2 separate regions of the Scylla paramamosain genome follow, and region 1 is linked to region 2. The links are chromatin contacts, called in public Hi-C maps. All regions are on one chromosome and are shown on one strand. Each heading gives the region's core, a stretch centred on a gene start, on an enhancer-like site or on the middle of the called end of the contact. The rest is flanking DNA. Distances are from core to core; before and after follow the strand shown. Region 1 has its middle 53 kb from the start of LOC135106523. Region 2 overlaps LOC135106523 (thymosin beta-like).

What was found. A called contact is a pair of places that touch in the nucleus more often than the background predicts.
Region 1: a Hi-C map of testis shows a contact between it and region 2, with 2.4 times the contacts expected there. The contact joins two enhancer-like sites.

The regions. Positions count from the first base shown.
Region 1 is chr13:22,743,793-22,748,907 of ASM3559412v1, reverse strand. No RefSeq gene overlaps it. Among protein-coding and RNA genes, the nearest start is that of LOC135106523, 53 kb to the right of the region's middle. Within about 2 kb of position 1,922, the one cell type or tissue checked has an H3K27ac peak away from gene starts, as active enhancers do.
Region 2 is chr13:22,671,850-22,676,848 of ASM3559412v1, reverse strand. All of the region lies in intron 1 of LOC135106523 (thymosin beta-like), which reads left to right. Among protein-coding and RNA genes, the nearest start is that of LOC135106523, 19 kb to the left of the region's middle. Within about 2 kb of position 3,493, the one cell type or tissue checked has an H3K27ac peak away from gene starts, as active enhancers do.

The DNA.
Region 1 (5,115 bases), core at 673-3,172, 74 kb before region 2:
TTATTTCATTACTCGTGTGTGTGTGTGTGTGTGTGTGTGTGTGTGTGTGTGTGTGTGTGTGTGTATGTGTGTGTGTGTGTATTTGTGTGCACTATTGTTTTCCCTTGCCTTCGCAGAATGAGGATGGCAGGAAAGCACACATCGCCAAACTGCGCAATGCAAAGAGGTGAATGGCGCAGCGACCACCAGCCTCTCCTGTCAAGGCCGCACACACACACACACACACACACACACACACACACACACACAGACATGCACTCGAATCACACACGGTTACTAACACACACATACCACACGGACATACTTGAGAGAGAGAGAGAGAGAGAGAGAGAGAGAGAGAGAGAGAGAGAGAGAGAGAGAGAGAGAGAGAGAGAGAGAGAGAGAGAATGTAGTAAAGAGGAGGTTACGTACAGAACATGAAAGAAATGCAAGACAAAAGAGGTCAAAGAAAAGAGGAAGTTAAAAGAAATAAAGAAGGGAGATTGAAAAGATGAGGAAGAGAGAGAGAGAGAGAGAGAGAGAGAGAGAGAGAGAGAGAGAGAGAGAGAGAGAGAGAGAGAGAGAGAGAGAGAGAATGGAAAGGAAGAGAGAAAGACAGAAAGAAGAAAGAAATGAGAACCAGAAGGAGGGAAGGTTAGAGAACAAGGGAGAAAGAAATGTAAGCCTGAGAAACGAAGGGAGAGGAAGAGAAAAGGAACAAAGGAAACCAAATGGGAGGAAAAGAGGGGAATTGACGAAACAAAAGGAAAAAAAGAGAGAAAAGAGAAAAGACAAGCAACGGAAAAAAGGAAAACGAAAATAAATGGAAATAGAGGAAATAAGAAAAAATAAAGATTCGTAAATGTGCGGAATAAGGGAAAAGAGAAGGATGATAAAAGTAGGAACAGGGATAAGAGAAAGAGAAAAATAATGAATGAATGGTTATCTTTTGTTTAACTTCCTGAAGGCTGTTTCTCTCTCTCTCTCTCTCTCTCTCTCTCTCTCTCTCTCTCTCTCTCTCTCTCTCTCTCTCTCTCTCTCTCTCTCGACCATTATATTCCCTGCAAGCGTGGGAAAGGAAGGCTTTGGGAAAGGGTAAGGAGTTTAAGAGAGAGAGAGAGAGAGAGAGAGAGAGAGAGAGAGAGAGAGAGAGAGAGAGAGAGAGAGAGAGAGAGGCAGGCAGGCAGGCATTTCCCACCTCCATTGGCAGAGAACAAGCACCCTCACAGTCTCTCTCTCTCTCTCTCTCTCTCTCTCTCTCTCTCTCTCTCTCTCTCTCTCTCTCTCTCTCTCTCTCTCTCTCCTGTCAATCATCATGGCCTTACTTATTCTCCCTTTTCTCTATTTACCATTCCTCCTTTCTTCTACATTTTCTGACCAAAGCGAAAGGAGGAGGAGGAGGAGGAGGAGGAGGAGGAGGAGGAGGAGGAGATGATGGTGGTGATGTTGGCAAGTATGGTGAGAAATGAAGTGCCAAAAATGGTGGTGATGGTGGTGATGGTAGAGTTGGTAGTGATGGTGATGATGGTGGTGATGGTCCTGTAGATATGGGAGAAGAAGAAGAAAAAAATAGAAGAAGAAGAAGAAGAAGGGTTAAAGAAGAGGTAAGGGAGAACTGAGGGGAATGGAGGAAGAGGAGAAGGAGGAGGAGGAGGAGGAGGAGGAGGAGAAGGAGGTAAAGAAGGAGATGGAGGTAATAGTAAAAAGAAAATGTGGTTTGGAGGTTAGGGAGAGGAGGAGGAGGAGGAGGAGGAGGGAGAGAGGGAGGGAGGGAAGAATGTCCTCGTTGGGGGTCAGAGAAGGAGAAGAGGAGGAGGAGGAGGAGGAGGAGGGAAGACCTTGACCGTCAACTTTGAACTTTTGGTAATAGTTTACGGCAGGGTAGTGACACACACACACACACACACACACACACACACACACACACACACACGACAATGCCTCGTCCTCCTTCTTTTGTGAGGCAGGTTGGGGCAGGTATATGAATGACTCTCCCTCCTTACCTCCCTCCCTCCTTCCCTCCTTCCCTCCCTCCCTCTCTCCTTCCTTCCCTCCTTCTGATCATTATCTCTCTCGTGTCTCCTTCCTTCCACAGCCATTCTTCTCCCTCCATTTTCTCTCTCTCTCTCTCTCTCTCTCTCTCTCTCTCTCTCTCTCTCTCTCTCTCTCTCTCTCTCTCTCTCTCTCTCTTCTATTTTCTGTTCCATTGCTTCCTCCTCTCCATTCTTTTATTTTCTTTTATCCTTCCATCTATTTATATTTTTTTCCTTAACTTTTTTATTTCGTTTTTTTTATTTACCTCCTTTCTCCTTCCCTCTTCCCTCTTTATTTTGCCTTCCTACTCTCTCTCTCTCTCTCTCTCTCTCTCTCTCTCTCTCTCTCTCTCTCTCTCTCTCTCTCTCTCTCTCTCTCTCTCTCTCTCTCATTCCCTCCCCACAGCCGTGACAGACATAACATTTACTTGTCCGTAAGAGAGAGAGAGAGAGAGAGAGAGAGAGAGAGAGAGAGAGAGAGAGAGAGAGAGAGAGAGAGAGAGAGAGAGAGGTAAAGCAAAAACAAGACATACAAAATAAAAAAATGTACATCTCAAGTTAAAAAAAATAATAAGTAGAAAGAAATGAAAAAAAGAGGAATTCTATGTATATTTTTACCTCCAAATATTTTTTTCTCGTCGATTCCGAAAAAAAGAAAAAACTAAACCAAACAAAAGCAGGTATATGTCGTGACAAAAGGTGAGGTCGGCGGAAATTTACCTGTACACGAGCTTACCTGAGAGAGAGAGAGAGAGAGAGAGAGAGAGAGAGAGAGAGAGAGAGAGAGAGAGGAGTCAATGGTCAATGTACTGCTTGCCTTTAGTAGGATTTGATGAGTAATGATAATTCTACTCTCTCTCTCTCTCTCTCTCTCTCTCTCTCTCTCTCTCTCTCTCTCTCTCTCTCTCTCTCTCTCTCTCTCTCTCTCTCTGTTTATCAGTCGCATCCTGCTTTTCCATCCTCTGACATCAGTACTCGATAATTTATCAGTCTTCCTTTCAAAAGATAAAAAAAGAAAATGGAATCCGCTATGAGCACTTCGTTGTGTTATCTGCAGCCTTTATTCCATTAGATTATTTCAAAACTTACGGTTCTCCAGCTCCTTCTTACCCCTTCTGTGATGAGTAGAGATGAGTATAGGTTGAGTTGTAAAAGTTGCTATTTTGCTGAAATGGTTTATTCTTTTAATGTTGAACTATTTATTTATTTATTACTCAATAAGACTTCTCCTTCTGTGATGAGTAGAGATGAGTACAAGTTGTTTTGAGTTATTTTCTGTCGTGGCCAAATAAATGGTTTATCTTTTTATTGCCGAACTATTTATTTATTTATTTTTCTATATTCTTTCTTCCATGATGGTTAGAGATGCCAGCAAATTGTTATGAGAGTTATTTTCTTTATCTTGGCCAAATGGTTTATCTTTTTAATGACGAATATATTTTCTATCTTTCTCCTATAATATTCAGCTCCTTTGACACTAAATTCTCCGCTACAGTCTCTTGAATACTTATGTGCCCTATAAAAAGACAAATTACCTCATATTTTCTTTTTTTGTGAGTTCATGCAAATAATTTTTACAGTGTTCCGAATTTGAATTAAAGGCGAACATAGCAGTAGAAACGCTAGTCTTACATGAATAAGTTGATTATTGAAATACTGAAATCGAATGGAGGAGAATTGCGTGTATATTATATTGTTATTCTTGATTTGCTGTAGTTGCAGTACCTAACTAGCCTGGGCAGACCTTGCTTCCGGAGCACAAAAGTATATGAATTAAATTTTACACACTATATAATATTAGTGTAAAAACTAGCCTAATCTCTCATAATATACCTTAACTAACCTAACCTAACCTAAAATACCTTAACTAACCTAACCTAACCTAAAATACCTTAACTAACCTAACCCAACCAAACCTAACCTTTCCTAATCTCATCGAACCTAACCTAACATAACCTAATCTCAACAAACCTAACTTAATCTAACCTAATCTAACATAACGTAGCGTAAACTAATCTTACGTAACTTAATCCAGCCTATCTTAACATAACCTAGCTAAACATACCTTAACCTAACATACCTTGACCCAACCTAACCTAACCTAACCTAACCTAACCTAACCTAACCTAACCTAGCTAAACATACCTTAACCTAACATACCTTAACCCAACCTAACCTAACCTAACCTAACCTAACCTAACCTTAACCCAACCTAACCTAACCTAACCTAACCTAACCTAACCTAACCTAACCTTAACCTAACCTAACCTAACCCAACCTAAGCTAACCTAACCTAACCTAACCTAACCTAACATACCTTAACCTAACCTAACATACCTTAACCTAACCTAACCTAACCTAACATACTTTAACCTAACCTAATCTACCTTAACCTAGCCTCACCTAACATACCTTAACCTAACTTACGTGGCACACAAAAATTATATCTCTTTTAAAACCTCGCACACTACACATATTGTATCATCGCTTCCCTCACACTGCGCATTTGTCAGTGAGTGTTTCCGTGGTGGGACAAATGAGCACTTATATCTGATAATCTTGCGGAGCTGTACAAATTTATAATAGGAAATGAGAAGAGGAACAAAATATATCGCTTTATATTTAATCTGATAAACATAAGGTGCAATAGTTAGATGATGATGCTTCAGTGTCTTGTCTCTTTCCACTCCCAGCTGTTTTATTATTGTCTTTAATTTTACGCTTGGTCAAGATAATGTACCTTCACACACACACACACACACACACACACACACACACACACACACACACACACACACACACACACACACACACACACACACACACACGAGAGGCTTAAGGAGGTGGTTCTAAAAAGGTAGAAGCAGGAGGGGGAGGAGGAGGAGAAGATGGAGGAGGAGGAGGGACGACCTTGGACTTAAAGGATACGGGAGAGGTTGAGGGAGAGAGCCAAGACTATCTCTCTCTCTATCTCTCTCTCTCTCTCTCTCTCTCTCTCTCTCTCTCTCTCTCTCTCTCTCTCTCTCTCTCTCTGAAAATACTTTTGTGGTTTTGTGTTTTTTGGTCACAATTCCTCTTTTTTATTTTATTGTTGCTGCTGTTG
Region 2 (4,999 bases), core at 2,244-4,743:
AATATTTGTGACTGTAGTTGTCATTTAGTTAAGTTTGGGCAGTGACAGGAAGGAGGGGCAGGGTAAAGGCGGACGCGGGTGCCATTGAGGCCAGGGATTTCCGCTGAAACAAAGGAATTACTCAGAAGTGTTCACAGCCCCATCAGGCACCATAGGGATTTGGCACCACCTCCCCCGTGACTAAACCTTTCCCTCCACCCACGTCACTCACACCAACCACGTACCCATTTCCCGCTCCGGCTCATACTCCCTTTCCCTCCCCACGCTTACTCCCCCTTTCAGCTTATCAGGTCTAGTATGTACTTCTCCTTTTCTTCTTTCTTCCTCTTCTTATCGTCCTCGTCATCGTTGTCGTCCTCCTTCCCCTCCTGCTGTTCGTCCTCCTCGTCATCGCCATCCTCCTCCATTCCCTTCTCGTCCTCGTCGTCTTCCTTTATAACTAAAACCAGTCCTGTCATTACTCCACCCACCCACCCACCCACCTACACACACACACACATACATACAGCGAGTTATACAATGTGAAATTATACCCTTGAATCAAAAATTACGCCATAAACTTCTTGCTAATTGAGGAAGAATACTTATACGAATCATATTAATTGCCGATCATTTATGATAAAACTAATGTCACATCCAGACTGGTCGCATTACCAATTAGATCAAACTAGGGATTAGTTATGGTATAATTATGATACTTGTTTAACTTGTGTGGTGGTACAATAGGATGTTTTGTTGATAGAATGACGAAACTATTGATATCTGATATGTGTGTGTGTGTGTGTGTGTGTGTTTAAACGTGATCTTACGTATCTATGTTTATATCTAAGTGTGTGTGTGTGTGTGTGTGTGTGTGTGTGTAAATCTATCGGTTCGCATATCTGATTTTTTATTACATTTTTTTCTTTAATCTGCTCTCATTTTCCGTCCTCTCCCCTCTCTCCTCCATTTTTCCTTCCCTTATCGCTGCTCCCTTTCTTCATCCTCTCATTCTTCACGGAGATGATTATGAAACACACAAATAGTGAGAAGGCTTTCTAGTCTTCCCTCACTTCTTTGCTCACCTCAACCTTTTTCCTCTCCATCACTATCCCTCCAACCATTCTATCTCTCTCTCTCTCTCTCTCTCTCTCTCTCTCTCTCTCTCTCTCTCTCTCTCTCTCTCTCTCTCTCTCTCTCTCTCTCTCTCTCTCTCAACGCAGACTTATCCATCCACTAATCCCTCTCCCTCTCCCCTCTTCCTTTCCTTCTTTCTGTCTTTCTCTTTCTCTCTCCCCTTCCTCCTTTCAAGAAAAATTTCATTAAAAGAAGTTGCAGCGGATTCCAGGATTATTATCGGATAAATATAGGTGGAGGATAGTTTTCTTTGGGCTTCATAGAAAATAGGAATGCGTTGTTTGTCAGTACGTCATACGAAGCTGACTTGTGATTGGTGGACGCGAAGTGGAGGGTATCAGTTGTGTTTTCTTACTTACTATGCAAATTGCTCTCTCTCTCTCTCTCTCTCTCTCTCTCTCTCTCTCTCTCTCTCTCTGGAATTTAAGATGAAAGAGTGCGAGTTTTATATCGTGGTAAAGAGGTGATGTGCTATTAAAAGAATCTCTCTCTCTCTCTCTCTCTCTCTCTCTCTCTCTCTCTCTCTCTCTCTCTCTCTCTCTCTCTCTCTCTCTCTCTCTCTCTCGCTCGCTCTCTCTCACCATGCCCTCCCTTTCTTCCCCCTCTCTCCTCTCCTTTTCCTCCCTTCTCTCCGTGCTCTTCCTCCCAACGTGAAGTGGTAGTCCCGTTACGGTCACGGTGGTTACTCTTCCTCCCTCCCTTCCTCCCTCACTCCCTCCCTCCCTCCCTCCCTCCCTCTCCCTCATCTTTCCTCCCTCCATCCCTCCCCATGTCACATCCCCTCTCATCACCCGTCTCTGTAACAGCTGATGAGTCCTGCTACCAGCCATATGGTGGAGAGAGAGAGAGAGAGAGAGAGAGAGAGAGAGAGAGAGAGAGGGCCGGTTCGTGATTCACTTCAGGTGGTGTTGCTCTCCCACTCACCTGGCACTTAACACCTGGCAACCTCTCTCTCTCTCTCTCTCTCTCTCTCTCTCTCTCTCTCTCTCTCTCTCTCTCTCTCTCTCTCTGTAACAATGCATTTTTCCCATCTCTCTCTCTCTCTCTCTCTCTCTCTCTCTCTCTCTCTCTCTCTCTCTCTCTCTCTCTCTCTCTCTCTCTCTCTCTCTCTCTCTCTCTCTCTCTCTCTCTCAAGTTCTTAAAGGTTCTTCATATCAGAGAGAGAGAGAGAGAGAGAGAGAGAGAGAGAGAGAGAGAGAGAGAGAGAGAGAGAGAGAGAGAGGGAGTCAGTCAGTCACAGTCCCAGGGTATTGACCCACTCCGGCGATTCCTCTGACTCACTGCTCTGGTCCCTGACTCACCCAAAAGCACCCGGACGACTCACGCAAGCCTCCCAGACGGTGTAGAGGTGAGTCAGAGCGAGGAAGCGTGAGTTGATGAGGCAGGTAAGCGAGGCAGGCAGGTGTAGGAGTGATGGGAGCCGCAGGTGTCGATATGAGTCAAGCAGATGTGATGGAGGAGGAGGAGGAGGAGGAGGTAGTGGTGATGGTGGTGGTGCTTGGGAAAGATGTGTGTGTGTGTGTGTGTGTGTGTGTGTGTGTGTGTGTGTGTGTGTGTGTGTGTTTAGAGGTGTACGTGAGGAAGGAAGGTGCAAGGGGATGATGATGTGGTGAGAGAGAGAGAGAGAGAGAGAGAGAGAGAGAGAGAGAGAGAGAGAGAGAGAGAGAGAGAGAGAGAGAGAGAGAGAGATGGGTGGTGCTATTCAGAGAGGAGACGTATGTTTGTACGTATGTATACACCCACCCACTCACTTACACTTACTCACACCCACTCACCCACACTCACACACACACACACACACACACACACACACACACACACACACACACACACACACACACACACACACACACACACAGACACAGACAGCACTCACACAGACTCACACTCACACACGATAACCACATCCTCTAGTCTACAGATACTGCTACTGCTGGAGTCGTCTTCTTGTGATCACTCGTAAAATAATCCCTTACGTCATTCACATATGCCTGACTTGAATGTTGGAAGACTATAGAAATTATACAATCGTCATAGAGAGAGAGAGAGAGAGAGAGAGAGAGAGAGAGAGAGAGAGAGAGAGAGAGAGAGAGAGAGAGAGAGAGAGAGAGAGAGAGAAGCGGGTGGTGCTACTGTAACTGAGTGCTTGCCTTCTGACATGTTGACGTTATCAGAGAGAGAGAGAGAGAGAGAGAGAGAGAGAGAGAGAGAGAGAGAGAGAGAGAGAGAGATACATGAACCCACGACCGTGACTCATAGGAGGGAAAATCGTTTCTGGGTCACACACACACACACACACACACACACACACACACACACACACACACACACACACACACACACACACACACACACACACACACACACACACTTCCTTAGGCTGGTCAGCAAAAACATGACGCAGAAAATACGATCTTGTTTGGTTTCTGTGAGTAAATGAGGTAAGAAAGCACTCACTACGGGACAGAGAGAGAGAGAGAGAGAGAGAGAGAGAGAGAGAGAGAGAGAGAGAGAGAGAGAGAGAGAGAGAGAGAGAGAGAGAGAGAGAGAGAGAGTAAAACACACCCTACTACTACCAAACATTGCTTCATCTTATCCAGTTTCTTGTAATCTTCATCCTTCTCCCTTGAGTCACGCGGATAAAATTAACATAGCAAAATACTACGAGCAAATACTTATGAATATTAAAAATTCGCAAGTAAATATAAATAGTTTTCTATATAATGTTGCTTTAATGTCCGTATTTAACACCTGACCTTGCCTTACCTGTATTATGTTGGTAAATGAGAGTCAGGTAATTAGTTCTCCGGTATTTCACGTTTAATTGTAAAGCCATAGGTACACATAAGTAGATTTACCTCCATACATATGCAAATTTAGTCAACAGGTGCGCCAGAGTGATGCGCTGAATAGGTACAGGTATTCAGATATTTATTTAGGTAGATACAGGTAGATATCTGTAAATTGTCTTAGTTTACCTATAACTGTACTTGAGATTACAGACTTCTCAAGACTATTTACAAAGGTGACCATATAAGGAGTACACACACCAGAAACTTACCGTAGCTTTTCTTCTTCTTCTTCTTCTTCTTCTTCTTCTTCTTCTTCTTCTTCTTCTTCTTCTTCTTCTCCTTCTTCTTTTTGGTCAGCTTTCTCAATCTAGTCTTTTCTATAAGGATCTATCCTTTACGCCTCTCTCTCTCTCTCTCTCTCTCTCTCTCTCTCTCTCTCTCTCTCTCTCTCTCTCTCTCTCTCTCTCTCTCTCTCTCTCTCTCTCTCTCTCTCTTATCCCTCCATAATATCATCTTAGGTCTGCCTCATCTTCTGTCTACGTTCACATTCATCATTCTCCTGCTCCTCCTTATTTGGGCCTTCAGTGTTCAGAGGGCTCCCGTCACTCCCCACACTTCCACAGGTACACACACACACACACACACACACACACACACACACACACACACACACACACACACACACACACACACACACACACACACACACTTTGTACGGTCATTATCTGCGGTTTCAATAATCTTTCCTATCACAGATTGTTAATAACTGACTCAATGATTCACTGTTTGCTGTATCTTCCTTATCTTCATTTTCATCACAGTTTTATCTTCTTTTTTTTTCTTTTATTATCGTTACTTAGCTCCTATCTTTCCCTTGCTGATGGTATGTGCGAGAGAGAGAGAGAGAGAGAGAGAGAGAGAGAGAGAGAGAGAGAGAGAGAGAGAGAGAGAGAGAGAGATGTATAATTTAGCAACATTTACAAGATTTAAAAGCCACAAAATGTTTATGCGGAGCGAATTAGCTACAAGATGCGTTATAAGGGTGTTAGTTTGATCTCCCTGAATGTAGCACGTGTGTGGCAGTGCTAGTG